Regions from separate parts of the Mus musculus genome. Here all the other regions are linked to region 1. Evidence: chromatin contacts called from public HiChIP or PLAC-seq and promoter capture Hi-C data. All regions are on one chromosome and are shown on one strand. Each heading gives the region's core, a stretch centred on a gene start, on an enhancer-like site or on the middle of the called end of the contact. The rest is flanking DNA. Distances are from core to core; before and after follow the strand shown.

Region 1 (2,700 bases), core at 123-2,622:
CCTTCTGGGGACAGAGCTTTAGAGCCCCATTGCCTAACATCTTCTGTTGAACAGATTTCCTGTCTTGCTCCAGAGCCACTGGAACATTGCAATCAGCATCTCAGTCTCCTGCAGCTGTAGCCCTTGAGCCATTTGCTTTTTCTTTGCTTTATGTGGGGTAACTAGAATTTAGCCAGGAGGCCTTTCTCTGAGATGATCATAGACTAGAGAACGCCAGGAAAAAAAATAATAAACCTGGTCCCTAGCAGAACTCAAGGATCCGTGACACCTAACTCTTCTGCCTCCATCTACTGGGCTGCTTCTTTTATTCTCTCCACTTGACACTCCTATCTCCTCTGCAGGCCCTTTTGAGCAAGGCAAATCTTTGCAGAAAAAGGAGGTGGCTGAAGGAGTCTAGACTTCTGATCCCTGTCATGTTGTATTCTGAGGGCTCAGGACATTTACACTCCAGGAATGAACTTGGAGGTACAACAACTGCACCCCAAACTATGTGTAGGAAGCATCTTGGTTATCTCACAATACTGGGAGCATAAATAAGCTATAGCTTGAAGGGTTCTGTAAGGAGCAATGCTGAGTAGGCTAAGGAGAGGTTGCAAGAATGGCTTGTGAAACAGGAGTAGGATTTAGATTAGTGCCTGGCACATGGTTAGCAATTTGTGGTGTGTGTGTGTGTGTGTGTGTGTGTGTGTGCGCGCGCGCGTACGGTATCTCAGCTTTTCTTTAGAAAAAAAAAAAAAAATCCAGCCCTAGTCTAACGCCTAACTAACCATTCTTTCCTGTCTTCTACTTTTGCCTACTCAAGGCCTCCATCCCACAGAAACCCTAACCACTCAACTCCAAACCTTTTCAGGATATCCTATTTCAGGATAAGGCATCCTGAGCCAGGGCAGTGATGACTTTTGGTCTGCGGCTATTCAACAATGTTTTAAAATCAAGCTTGGACGTTCTCATCTTTTACTTCCGAATCTTACTTCAGAACCTTCAAAAAACCCCAGCATATGGACCCCCAAAGAACATTCTGTGTAGGCGGTCCAGGGACGTGGTGAGGGTGGGTGGATCGTAACTTAAAGGTGTGGCAGTTCCTGCCACGTAGGTAGCGGGGCTGGGACTCACTTGACATTTAATAGAAGTGGAGGTGGCGGCGGCTTAGGCCTTAAAGACCTAAGGCTCTTGAGGAAGTACTGGTAGGAGCCTGGCAGCCTGACCTCTCCAGGGCCAATAAGGGGGTCTCTGGTGGGACCCGAGAGGACGCAGGGAGAGTCCATCAAGCAGCTCCAGCTACCTGGCCCGGCGCGCCGGGTCCAATAGGACCAGTGAGCGAGCCGCACCTCAACCTGCCGGAAACGTCACGACGCCGGGCTGACGTCGGGCCAATGGGAGGTCGTGTTGGCCAGGGGGCGGGCCGGAGGAGTTGGGCCGCGGAGGCAGTTGGAGGAGTGTGTGGCTTCTGCTGCCCAGCTGCTCCGGAGCTCCCGCCGCCGGTCCGTCCCGGTCCGGTCCCCGCGTCCCGCGTGCTGCAGGGCTGCCCCCTGAGCGGCAGCCAGGCCTGACGGAGGCGCCTGCCGGCACGCCGGGCTCGACGCTTCCCTTCGCCTGCACTTCTTCCTGCCGCAGCGCGGTGCCGGCTGGGCGGGCGGGATGGCGGCCGCGGCCCGGGGGAGCGGCCGGGCGCCGACGCGAAGGCTGCTCGTGCTCTTGCTGCTTCAGTTGCTCTGGGCCCCGGCCGGGGTCCGCGCCGGCCCGGAGGAAGACCTGAGCCATCGGAACCAGGAGCCGCCGGCGCCCGCCCAGCAGCTGCAGCCGCAGCCCGCGGCGGTGCAGGGCCTCGAGCCGGCCCGGGCCGAGGTGAGAGCCCGGGCTGGTGGGGATGGGGCGGGCTGAGGCCGCGGAGCCCGCAGTCGGGTACCAGGCTCCCGCGCTGGCGGCGCCGCCCTCTTTCCGAAGAGGCTGGGGGAGGGGAGCCGGCCCCTGCTCCGCTCGCTGGGAGGAGGGTGACAAGACGGCTTTCTTAGGCGCGGCCTGGCCTGGCCTGGCTGCTTGGGGGAAGGGAAAGTGAGGGCCCCAACCGGGGCTCCCCAGAGGTCCTCTAGATCCCTGGTACCGACAGGCTTGCTCTGGATTCTGCCTTCTGCTGATCACATGGGCCATACTGAAAAGACTGGAAATCATCATCCCAAGTAGAAAGTTTTTAGTACAGAGCCGCTGGGAGACTTGTCTCTCTCGAAGTAGCATCACATTGTTGGAAGTATCAGCCATTGTTGAAGCAACCCAACCAGAGATGCTCACCCGAATTCAGCTCGGCACACCCTGTGGTTCTTGCCAGATACAGTGTCTAGAGATTATGCGTTGCCACCCTCCCTTAAAAAAAAAAAAAAAACAAAAAAACGTGTTTTGGCATGAAGGAAGTTGCCCTTGAATGCAGAGACTTGTGCCCAAAGGTAGAGCGCTCTATAGTGAGGGATTCCAAAACTCCATTTATAGGTAAACTAGAGCCTCATAAGTTTCTTTAACCATTACCAGATAGATAGAAATTAACCTTTTAATCTATGTTCGTAGAATTTCTCCTTTCTATGTTACTTTCCTCTGAGTTGGACTCTCTATTTCCAATTTTGACTCCTACATTCTGGAGTTTTTTTAGTCTCTTAGTAGGGTCCATTTTGGCATTCCCTTTCCTACTTCTGTCTTTATCTGCCCTCCAAG
Region 2 (2,700 bases), core at 39-2,538, 1.1 Mb after region 1:
TTTTTGAAAGATGGGTTCTACAGCGTGCCAGAAAAGAGGTAAAGGAAAATGTCAGAGAAACCTGAAGCTCTGCTTCCAGCCTCTTAGCACCCACCTGCTGCTACCTCTGTAGTAATGCCAACGAGAGGTTCACACATTTAGATCCGGAAATGCCGGGCCCTGAAGGCGGCCGAGAGCTTTAAACTCTAGCTGGTAGTTCACTAACTACAAATTAAAGGCTACAAGGCCCACTTCCAGGAAGACATTAAAAGCAGGCTAAAAAAGCATTTCAGGTGAGAAGGGACAGGACCTGAGACTCCCTGTCCCCATTATAAGACGTCAGGTACTGAACTGGACTTGGCTTTGTCTCAACCCCCACAAGGACTGATTTTCTCCTGGTTAAGAGTTTGCAATGTGAAAGCATTTTGACCTCATGAAGCTTAAAATTACAGTTAAGCATAAAGATCTGTGTAGGCAGGCACTTAGATTTTGTTTCTTTGATTGAGAAAGGTCTCACTTTGTAGCTATGGCTGGCCTGAAAATTCTTACATAGCACACTAAAGCTTTAAGCTCTCAGCAATCCTCCTGCCTCTGTCTACTGAATTCTGAGTCTGATTGCAGACAAGAGCAATCCCCCACCCCCGGGCCCCCCAATTTGTCAAGTCAATGACCTGGATCTCCTGGTGCTCACGCCTTTCAAGTAGGATTACAGACTTGTGCAGCCAGGGCCGATTTTCGGGTTTTGTATTGTTTTTTAATTTCTTGCACTAGTGTCCCTAAGTAGCCCAGGTTGATCTTGAACTCCGGCCTTTAACTCTTGATCCTCCAGTCTCAACAGCATTCTGAGTGTTGGGATTAACGGCGAGAGCCCACACGCCAGGCCTGAACAGTATTTTTCGAGGCTTCAGCCTTACTTAAGAGGCCAGTGACAATACTTCTCAAGAGGGCGGTCAATGCCTGCACGTTTTTTCCTCCAACAACCCCAATTCTCGTGCACGCCCGGGTAAGGCTGGGGCTAACTTCTGCTATTTGTTTATAAAAGAAAGAAGCTCAGGGAGTAGGTTCCGCCCCTTTAATGAGCCTAAGGCGGGAGTCGGGGGCCGGGCGGATTAGGTAAGTTTCCCCCGAGGCGCGCCCCCAGGCAGGCCAGGAGTCCACTTCGAGCCTCGGGACCGAGGGGCGGGGCGCGCTCGGCGGCCACGCGCGCGGGCGGGGAAGGGGGCGTGTCGGCGGGCGCGCGCGGACGGCGAGGGGGCGTGTCCGGCGGGCGGGCGGGCGGCGACGGCGCGGGCCGGGTGCGCGGCGCAGCGTCCTGTGCTGGAATGTGCGGCTCCCGCGAGCTCGCGGCGCAGCAGCAGAAGACCGAGGAGCGCCGCCGAGGCCGCGGGCCCCAGACCCGGGCGGCCGGGACCGCAGCGACGGCAGAACCAGGGCCGGCGGTCTGATCCCGCTCCGCGATCGCACCCCGGGATCTCGAGGGCCTCGACGCCCAACTTTTCCCCGCTCTCCCTCCCCTCCCCTCCCCCGAAAGTCCAGCAACAAAGAAAAGGAGTTGGAGCGGCGGCGACGCGGGGGTGGCGGACCGTGGGCGCACAGTTCAGAGGGTAGGACGCGGCGGAGCGAGGAGAGCGACGGGGGAGGGCGGCGGGCAGGCGCGGAGCGGCGCGAGGCGCTGTCCAGGGCTGATTTGCAGATACTGTGGCTCGGGCGGCGCGGCGGCCGGGCGGGGGCGGGATCGAGTTACGGAGCGAGTCACGGGCTGGGCCGGGGGCTGGTGCGGAGCGGCGTGGGCATCGGCCCCCAGCGGAGCACGGGGAGGCCCTTCCGCACGGCGCTGAGATCCGGGGCCACGGAGGCCGGAGCGCCGCTGCTGGTGACCGCGGTCCTGAAACTTCCCCCCTCCGCCCTCCCTCCGCCTCGGGCCCAACGCCCCCGGCCCCGCCGGCGTCCCAGGCTCGCCGCCCCCTCCCCCCCAGTCGTAGCAGGGCCGGAAGGCGGCCGCCCCGCTTGACTCAGCCCGGGGCACGGGCGGCGCCGGCGGCAGGCTGGACAGCGATTTCTGCGGCCCGCGCTGGCTCTGCGCAGCGGGGGAGCGAAGTTCGCAAACTTCCGGGCCACGGGGGCGGCGGTGGCGGCCCGCGTGGGGCCCCTCGCAGCGACCGGGGGCCGACAGCCTCGGGAGGGCGCCGCGGAGCCCCGGTACAGGCCCGATCGGACGCGGGTAGCGAGGTAACTTTTCCGCCCAGTCCCGGCCGGGCTAGTGGCGGGCGGCGGGGGAGGGGGCTGCGGGGCCGCGGCCGGCCGGGGAGGCGCCTCTAGGGTGGTGGGCAGCGCGTGAGGTCCGAGCCCAGGCACCGCCCGCGGGTTGGTGGCGGAGAGGAAGCAAGAGGGCCCAAGTTTGCAAAGAGCTGCTTTGTGTTTGGTATTTTGAGAAAATGGCCGAATGCCTATTTCAGTTAGGAATGCCGCCGCCGAGGCCGGCGCTGGTGGCAGCGGCACATAGGAATTCGGTGCAACACGTTGCTCTCGGGCTGTGCTTAGCACAGTCTGCCCGAGAGACGTGGAGATTTCCTTGGGAGTGTGGCTGCCGAGGTGCGTGGGGGAAGCTTTAGAGTGGATGTTGAGGTCCGTTGTGGAATCCGTGGGGCTGTTGAACTAGGGGAGAGCCGTTTCCTGTGATGGCATTCGGGCTCAACTTTTTGTTGGGGCATGTAACTGAGC
Region 3 (2,700 bases), core at 187-2,686, 1.2 Mb after region 1:
CCACCTATCCATTACAGTAGTTAGGGCAGCAGCTACTAAGATCTAACTGTGGCCTGAAAGATGGTGCCACAACTGTGGTGGCATGGGGAGAGAGCAGCAGGGTGGTGTTGGTTTCATATTTAAAATTAGAAATTAGGAGGCTAGGGTCTGAGGCTTGAGTTTGTCGCTAATTCACTCTGGAGGCGTATGTATGTTCTTACCTTAGAGTCGTGAGAACAATAAAGCTTGTTTATTTAGGGTTAGGGGAAGCACTCTGTAGTTATAGACCATGTTACATGGAGGAGTACTGATAGTAAGGATGGCTTCCCTGGGAGTGATGGTTTCAGGGTTAAGCAAGCAGAGCATTTGCCTCACACACAGGTTCAGGGAGGAGGAGACAGCAACAGTTTCCATGATACAAACATCCAAGTGTTTGTGACAAATAGGATGAAAGAAAATGGATTTCAATGAAAGGATAGGTTTCCCTGCTTCCCAGAGGGTCCTTTACTGTTTGTTTTTGAATGTACTGTAGGAATCAACTCAATTGTGGCCATTGCATCCTACACGGGCTATAATCAAGAAGACTCTGTTATCATGAATCGTTCAGCTGTGGATCGAGGCTTTTTCAGGTCAGCTTATAGTAATATTTGTTGAAACACAGATATAGTGGAAATGCATTTTTTTTCATAAAGTTTTTAAAGAATAAGCTTGACTGCCCTAATCCAAAAGCAGACCTGGCTGGTGGTCATACAGCTATTGGCGGTGAGTCTTGTGTCTCTGGGTTTTCAGATGTGATATTTTAAATGTTTTTCTGTTGTAAGCAAATATGTAATTGCATTTAGATAATATAGAAACATCTAAGGAAGAAATAGAAAATAGAACTCTGAAATAACTGCTGGTAAAATAATGGTGTGTTTTATCTGTTTTCTTGTTTGTTTTTAGAGACAATTTCACTATGTAGTTGAAGCTGGCCTTGAACTTACAGTGTAGTCCAGGCTGGCTTTGAACTTACAGTGTAGTCCAGGTTGGCTTTGAACTCACAGCAGTCCTTCATCCCAGTCTTCTGGGTTTTGGGATTACAAATGTGCACCATGACTTGGCTTCCTATATTCCCCTTTCTTACTGACAATAGATTAATCTTAAATATGTAGTAGCATAAGAAGGTTCTTTCAAACACGGGGGATTTAGAGGGGAAACTTTTCTCCTTATATAATTCTATAAAGCAGCACCAGGACTGAAGTGTGGACATCATAACTTCATATAAAAACGCCTCAGTGGGGATACTTGAGCAGATGAAGGCAGGCCGTGCTCGGGCTGCTAGGAGAGGAATTCTGTCAGTAGGAGGCTGGACTTATTACCTGGGTCCCCCTGGTCTCATGTGTGATGCCAAGTGTTTACAGTTGTGAGTCAAATGCTACATGTAAAATCCATTTAAACTGAACCTTGACCCTAGTACATAGTGACCCTTGTGCCTGTTTTGTGGTTCAAATTGTCTCTCAGATATCAGTTAAGCCAAACACCATTGCTGTAATCTAAGCCATTTTACTGAAAGAAAATATAAATGACCTTTGCAACTGTGTTTTTAGGTCTGTTTTCTACCGATCATACAAAGAACAAGAGTCTAAAAAGGGATTTGATCAAGAAGAAGTGTTTGAGAAGCCTACACGTGAGACATGCCAGGGTAAGAGACAGCGATGTCTGCTGGGGTCAGGGCTTGTTAGCAGCATTCTTCAGTGTCAGCACGAAAGCCACAGCGAGCTCATACACAGGCGCAGGAAGACTAGCTCCGGGTGACCAGCTCTGACTTAAGCCAGACATAACAGTCCATATTGGCCTTTGATTTGAAGACTCCTATGTAAAGCATTGTGGAATTTCTTAAGACCTCATACAGGATATTCAGAACATACAGGACAAAACCAGGGTATGTGGTCAGCATGTCCTTTAGCCAAGTCACTTTTTTGTGTCAGTGACTGGTAGGCATGTTACAGCAACAATATGAAATAGCTGGCAGGCATGAACAAAATGACTACAGCTATTCTGGGGGGAGTTAGACCATAATAACGTCAAACTGTGGGGTTCCCCTTTCACTGCTGTGCTGGCCTGTGCAGTGTTGCCAGGCTGTGCTGCTGTTCCTCTTATCTAGCGTGTGCGTGTGCGTGTGCGTGTGTGTGTGTGTGTATGTGTGTATGTATGTATCCTGTGGTGCTCTTAGAGCTCAGACTTAAGGGCATTCTTGCTTCAGATCTCTTCTCCTTAGTCGGTGGGGAAGAAAGAAGTGAGGCTGTGTTATCTCATGGCCACACGTCCCGCTGCATTCTCACTCTGCTGCTTGCTTGTTCTTCAGTGTCTTCTCTAAACCGCTGTGAGAGCAGCACAGTTTATTAGCTAAAATACTGCTCAACATCTTAAGATAATGAAAGGATATTCAGCAGTTCTTGTCTCCTGTTAGTCACTGTCACAGGCCACTTAGAAAGTTCTTACCCTAGCGAAGTGGACTCCTAACAGTATTGTGTGAAGGTATAGTGTCCTTTTTTTTCTTAAGTTCTTCCTTACTGCATTCCCATTGGTTGGTTCTATGTAGCAGTAAGTGGGTGGTCAGTGGAATTATGATGCACAACTTGGCCAGGCAGTGGTGGCCTGTGCCTTTAGTCTCAGCACTTAGGAAGCTGAGGCAGGTGGATCTTTGAATTCTAATCTTGGAGTTTAAGGCCAGTCTGGTCT
Region 4 (2,700 bases), core at 102-2,601, 1.3 Mb after region 1:
GTTGTTTAGAATTTGATTTCCAGCACCAAGACCAGAAGGCTCACAACTACCCGCAATTCCACACTCAGGGCACACAACACCTTCATCTGATCTCTACAGGCACCTGCACTGAGGGGTGCATACCTCTCCCACATATACTCATAATTAAAATAATGAGTCTTAAGAATCGTTCGTATTTATTTTTGACAGTTTCCTCAATGTCTATCATAAATTTTAGTCCTTTTTACACTCTTCCCTGTCTCATCCCCTTCCTTTTCCTGTTGAACCCCCCCCCCCACTTTCCAACAAGCCCCCATCCTACTTTGATGCCCCCCCCCCCCCGTGTGTGTGTGTGTTTGACTTACTGAATCCAATTAAGATTCCTTGTATGGGTGAGAGGTTATTTGGAGCATGTGTGGTTTATCAATGGCTTCTCCACTGAAGAAACCACCCCCACCCCCCACCCCTGTCATGGACTGCGGATATGCTCTGTGGAGAGCCGAAGATACAAGGAGCTCCTCTCTAATCCATGATAAAACGCTGGCAGGCTGAACCTTGTACAGTCCTTGTGGCTCTCGGAGTTTCCTGTCAAGACTATTGGTGACTTTTCGAGCCTATCGTGAAGGAACTTCCCGTCCAGTTCTATCTCCCCATTTACATTGCTCTGGGTCCCGATGTAGCTGATATTTAAATCAGGCCCACGATGCTGTGATGGTATACCGTACAAGGCTCCAGTCTCAGCACAGGGCTGAGCCCTGAACACCTTCAAACATCAACAGTTAGTGACCGAGGCACCCGCCTTAGACCAGCTGAACCTATTATTAGTGAATGGAAGAAGACACAGCCAGCGGACCTTGTATGCTATCCCGAGGGCCTGTCAAGGCCTCTTTCACACTGTCTCCACCAGTCCCAGGCACGGTGGCTTCAGTTTGGAGGGAGCGGTGGAGAGCAGTGTATGTCGAGAGAAACACTGCCCCCTGGCTGCCATCCTGGTCTCTGGACGCTGGGTACTTTCATCTGAAAACCTCAAGCCAAAAGAAACTCAGGTTGATTGTTTCCAGGAGGCAAAAAAAGTGTCCCAAGATGGCTTGTTAGACATGAAAGTGGCCGGCGACTTCTAACTTGCAGATTTTCTTGCTAACAAAATATGATAAAGTTATGTCTCACTGGGGACACAGCTACATATTCATGAAAAAGAAACGGACTGGCAAAAATCCTCTAGCACAGTCTTAGTCATGCTTTCCGTGGGTGGTGGGGTCCTGACGAACTGGTTCTTACACACCCCGTTCTGCTGTCCAGATTTCTGACAATTGAGTATGTATTACGTCACAATGAGAACCCTGAATCCCGCCAACACATTTGCTTACCGAGCGGCAGACGCTGGAATGAACACCAGATGGGGAGGTCTGTGTGAATTTTTGCCACTGTCTCCTTCCCATCCTAGTTGTCCCAAATGAGAGGCCCGTGGGTCTGCCAGAGGAGAGTTCTGTATGGTACAAAGGCTTGGGGGGAATCTGTTCCCTGTCTTTCTACAAAGATGCTCGTCACAGCCCATCCCTGCCAAAGGCTGTCCCTGGGACACATATGATGGTTTCCAGTACTACCCTCGGGTTTGATGATTCCCTAGAGGGACTCTCAGGATCTAGCAAGGCTGTTGTCTTCACAGATATGGTTTGTACAGCGAAAGGATACAGATTAATAGGCATGTATCAATAACTACTATACGGGGTCACTCGTGTGTGTGTGTGTGTGTGTGTGTGTGTGTGTGTGTGTGCATAAGTGATTGATGCTTAGAGTCTTTTGAGGGAAGATGGATGGCCAGGAAGGCAAAGCGTCTAGAAATCATGTCATATGAAGGATATGACAGTATTTAATATGGAAGCAAGAAGGCCCACCTTACACTGCCTGTGTTTGATGGGTTGCCATGGAGAAGCAGAAGCAGACACATGAGGTCTAGTTCTAGAGGAGATGAGGAGATCCAATAAGGAAGGAGCAGGAGGCTGGAGCCTGCAGAGGTGACAGGAGCTCTCTAAGAATTACAAGTGCCCAATGGCAGATCCAGACTTCTAGACTGTTCAGTCCTTGACACTATGAGTGAGAAGATATGGCCCTTTGCAGGTTCACTGGGATGATCTCAGAGGTGCGTGGGAGCTTGGCTGACAGTGGCTCTACAGCTCTCTCTTCTAGTGTGTGCCTTGCTCATTTCTCTTGCTAGCATCCGGTAGGATGCACCATTCACAGCAGGCCTTGGGAGTACTTGGTAGTATTGCACCTTTGAAGGGGTTGCTAATCCCGTGGAATGTAGGAAGCAAAGGCCTCTTAGCCTCTACCTTGTTATCTCCCTAGATTGAAACCTCAGCTTGCCCTAGCCAGTGTTTCTTTTTAGGATGATTAAAGTCTTTGGCTCCGTCTGAACCCATTCATTTTAACTATTCCATTTCCCAAGAATATCATCTCATTACTTTTTCAATGACTCAATATTTTCAGCACAAGTGAACGAGTCCAGAAAGTCATTTCAGCCATTGATTATTTTTGGTAACCTTCTGATCTATTCTGAATCTCTCTTCTTTTAATTCTCATTTATGCCCTCCTGTCTCGTCATCTGTTCAGAGCTGAAAATAGTAACTTGGCTTGACCTTATTATCTACCGTTTAAGATTTTATGGTCTTTGGTTAAATCTCATCTTAATAAGTGTTCCTAGGCTGTAGATTATAGTTTTTC
Region 5 (2,700 bases), core at 53-2,552, 2.0 Mb before region 1:
ACCTGGTGAATGAAGCCCAGAATGGACTGTGATTAAACAAGAAACGGTGTGTTGAGCCTGGAATCAGCTTCTTTTGCTTTTCTACCTTCAATAAAGGTGTACAAAATGCCACAGGCTTTGCTCTTAGGCACCAAGATAAAAGGCCCTGAGGGTTGTAAGGGCATGCTGGTGGCGATAGATAAAGTAGGTTGCTGAAGTTGGGATCTGGCCAGCAGTTGTCTGTGATTTTCTCTGATGAGGACACGGGGGTACTTGGTATTTTTATGAGTGCTAGACTCCTCATCTTCCTTGGCGACAAGCCACTTTTAACTAACCTTTATGACTAGGCTAACCGTGGGGCCCCTCTGCCTCCCGGTGAGTCCAATCCACAGCTGCACTGACTTCTTGTCTTACCTTTCACAGATCTGGGAGGAGGCGTGACTGGGCTAGCCATGCAAGCTTGTTCTAGTGACTTTTAGCCTGGCTTTGCCTCTCGGGGTGCGGTACTTGCTTTCCACGTTGTGTGCCTTCTCGTGGGCTTGCACTGTTGGCAAGAACTAGAACAAAATAGGTATTTTGCCCCAAAGACAAACGCCACATTTTGGGTCACGGAGGGGTGCCTTTGTTTAGGAATACAAGGATGGGGAAAATGTATAATCCAGGATAATACTTTGAATGTAGCCAAGTCAGTGCAAAGATGTCGAGCGCACGAGCAGAACATAGGGCAGGGCCAAACAGGGCAGTGACCTATGGGGCTCCCAGCAGGTTCCTTGGGGTCAGAGGTGGAGAAGCCAGTGGTCAGAGAGGTTAGGGGACCTGGGACCCAATTCAGAGAATGCCTAGGGACTGACCTACGGAGGCCCAGCGGCGAGGTTGGCAGACAAGGGTGGGTGCTTCTAAACCCACCGCGGATCTGAGATCCCGCGGACACGCCAGGTCTCCTATGAAGGCAAGGACAGATTCCCCCCACGTGGACCTGAGACCCAGCAGACACGGCCAGATCCCCCCACGCGGATCTGAGACCCCGTGACCCCGCAGGCACCGGTGCGGCCGCGTGCTAGCGCAGCGGGAGCCGGCTGGGTCCCGCACGTTGCCACCCTCGCGCCGGCCGCCCTGTTTTCCTCGGATCTCACGGGGCCCCGCACTCGCTCTCGGCTCCTGTGGGGGCGCAGCCTGGTAGTGCAGGCCGTGGGCGGGGCCTCGAGCGGGGCGCTCGGGGATTGGCTGCTGGAATGGAGGCGGGGCCTGGGCCAGAGAAAACCCGCGCCCCGGCGGCTGCCATCCCAGCCGCGATCCGGAACCCCCGAGCCTCTCTTCTCGTCGCGCTCTCCCGTTCTTTCCAGTTTCTGCCCGCGCGCCCTCCGACGGGGTACCCTCCTCTCCTTGCAGCGCGAGCCGTCTCCTGTCCTGACTTTCCTCCCCGCTCCGTGCAGCCGGGCCGTAGCGGCGATGCGCCTCATCCAGAACATGTGTACCATCGCAGAGTACCCCGCCCCAGGCAGCACCGCTGCCGACTGCTGCCTGGGGGCTGCGGGCCGCCGGCTCGTTAAGATCGCCGTGGTAGGGGCCAGCGGCGTGGGCAAGACCGGTGAGTCCATGCGAGGAACCCGCTTGGTGGAGGGGCGGGACGTGGGAGACCCCCGCTCGGACTGGAACTGAGAGACGGTGGGCGTTGCAGTGGGATCCTCTGCCTCTTCATGTCTCTGCTTTAACGAAGAGGGTCACTGGGGCCCAGAGCGTCCCGCCGACTTTCGGGCCAGAGTAGAACTTTGGGGCTTTGGGCTTTTGGCAGGATCTGGGGCGGAATGGGGGAGCTAGTGATTGTAACCCCTCCAGGAGTTCCGTAAGGTTAGGAAGAAGTTTGCCTGCTGGAAGGCTTAGGTGTGGCCCAGCTGGGCTCCGCGGAGGGGCTGGGCCTCAAGACCCTTCCTGCTGGCAGAGCTGTAATTCACTCCTACCTCCTTGTGTCTGGTAGAGGGTCAAGGAGCCCTCGGTGGCCGGCTGTGACTTTCTTTGGAAGAGTTGTTTTCCAGGTGGGGGTGGGGTGGAGAACCGTCTAACTTAGTGGGTTAACAGTCTGTTTTCTTTTCTGAATTGCAGCTTTGGTGGTCCGATTCCTCACTAAACGATTCATCGGGGACTACGAACGAAATGCAGGTGAGGAAACGTACGGAGACCAACCCTGTTGGGATGGCCGCCCTCATTTCTCAGTACCTTTAAGGACACTTCCTTCAGAGTGACAGTGTTTAGCATCAAGATTCTGCTACTTCCAATTCTGCACGCCCCCTCCCCCTCCCCCTTCCCCCTCCCCCCAGCTGCCATCTGGCCTCATTCCATTCTTGGCGCATTCATCATTTTATCAAGTGCCCGAAAGTATTCCCTGTGGTATGTTTTAACTATAGGGACCCCAGTTGGAAGCACCGTTTGTACTCCAAGGCCTTGTCCTTTAAAACATGCCTGCAAAAGTCATAAAAAAAAAAAATACCCAACCAAACAAAAAACCCAGCTGCAAGCTCCTCCCCCACCCTCTCCCTCTGCTGGCTGCCTTTCAGGGGCGACCTTTGAAAGCAAAGGCCAAAGAAGAGTTGTAAGCCTAAAGTTCTTTCCTTAACAAAGACAAATAAGTAGCTGCTATGATTCTAGCAGGGGGAGAGCAAATTGCTTAACTAAGTAGACTGTATGGTTAAATTAGTAGACTTGTATTAAGTACCAGTTGGGGAT

What was found. Promoter capture Hi-C pulls out the DNA fragments that hold promoters and counts their contacts. HiChIP or PLAC-seq counts read pairs in DNA pulled down with a chosen protein or histone mark. Capture Hi-C pulls out chosen DNA fragments and counts their contacts.
Region 2: a promoter capture Hi-C map of pre-B cells shows a contact between it and region 1, with 3 times the contacts expected there. The contact joins the promoter of Rest here to the promoter of Tmem165 in region 1. A contact is called at or near these places in 5 of 39 promoter capture datasets (the 3T3-L1 cell line, the C10 cell line, cranial neural crest and 2 more), 1 of 484 Hi-C or Micro-C datasets (pre-B cells) and 1 of 115 datasets of contacts at active chromatin or transcription factors (thymic regulatory T cells).
Region 3: a contact with region 1 is called in a promoter capture Hi-C map of liver, with 3 times the contacts expected there. The contact joins the enhancer-like site here to the promoter of Tmem165 in region 1. A contact is called at or near these places in 2 of 39 promoter capture datasets (liver and neutrophils).
Region 4: a contact with region 1 is called in an H3K27ac HiChIP or PLAC-seq map of thymic regulatory T cells, with 7 times the contacts expected there. The contact joins the promoter of 1700017L05Rik here to the promoter of Tmem165 in region 1. A contact is called at or near these places in 1 of 39 promoter capture datasets (liver), 2 of 484 Hi-C or Micro-C datasets (B cells and CD4 T cells) and 1 of 115 datasets of contacts at active chromatin or transcription factors (thymic regulatory T cells).
Region 5: a contact with region 1 is called in a promoter capture Hi-C map of adipose tissue, with 3 times the contacts expected there. The contact joins the promoter of Rasl11b here to the promoter of Tmem165 in region 1. A contact is called at or near these places in 2 of 39 promoter capture datasets (hippocampal neurons and pre-B cells) and 1 of 9 other capture datasets (adipose tissue).

What each region holds. Positions count from the first base shown.
Region 1 is chr5:76,182,508-76,185,207 of GRCm38.p6, forward strand. Tmem165 (transmembrane protein 165) reads left to right here and starts at 1,373. Exons shown (of 6, transcript NM_011626.2): 1 at 1,373-1,845. The coding sequence starts at 1,639.
Region 2 is chr5:77,264,206-77,266,905 of GRCm38.p6, forward strand. Rest (RE1-silencing transcription factor) reads left to right here and starts at 1,289. Exons shown (of 4, transcript NM_011263.2): 1 at 1,289-1,583.
Region 3 is chr5:77,338,810-77,341,509 of GRCm38.p6, forward strand. Polr2b (polymerase (RNA) II (DNA directed) polypeptide B) reads left to right here. Exons shown (of 25, transcript NM_153798.2): 17 at 512-608; 18 at 1,566-1,660. Among named protein-coding and RNA genes, the nearest start is that of Polr2b, 30 kb to the left of the region's middle. Within about 2 kb of position 1,437, at least 3 of the 459 cell types and tissues checked have an H3K27ac peak or open chromatin away from gene starts, as enhancers often do. A contact at or near this core is called in liver, where this site is marked.
Region 4 is chr5:77,464,137-77,466,836 of GRCm38.p6, forward strand. It overlaps 1700017L05Rik (RIKEN cDNA 1700017L05 gene), which reads left to right and starts at 1,352. Exons shown (of 2, transcript NR_131050.1): 1 at 1,352-1,681.
Region 5 is chr5:74,194,024-74,196,723 of GRCm38.p6, forward strand. It overlaps Rasl11b (RAS-like, family 11, member B), which reads left to right and starts at 1,303. Exons shown (of 4, transcript NM_026878.1): 1 at 1,303-1,567; 2 at 2,080-2,136. The coding sequence starts at 1,429.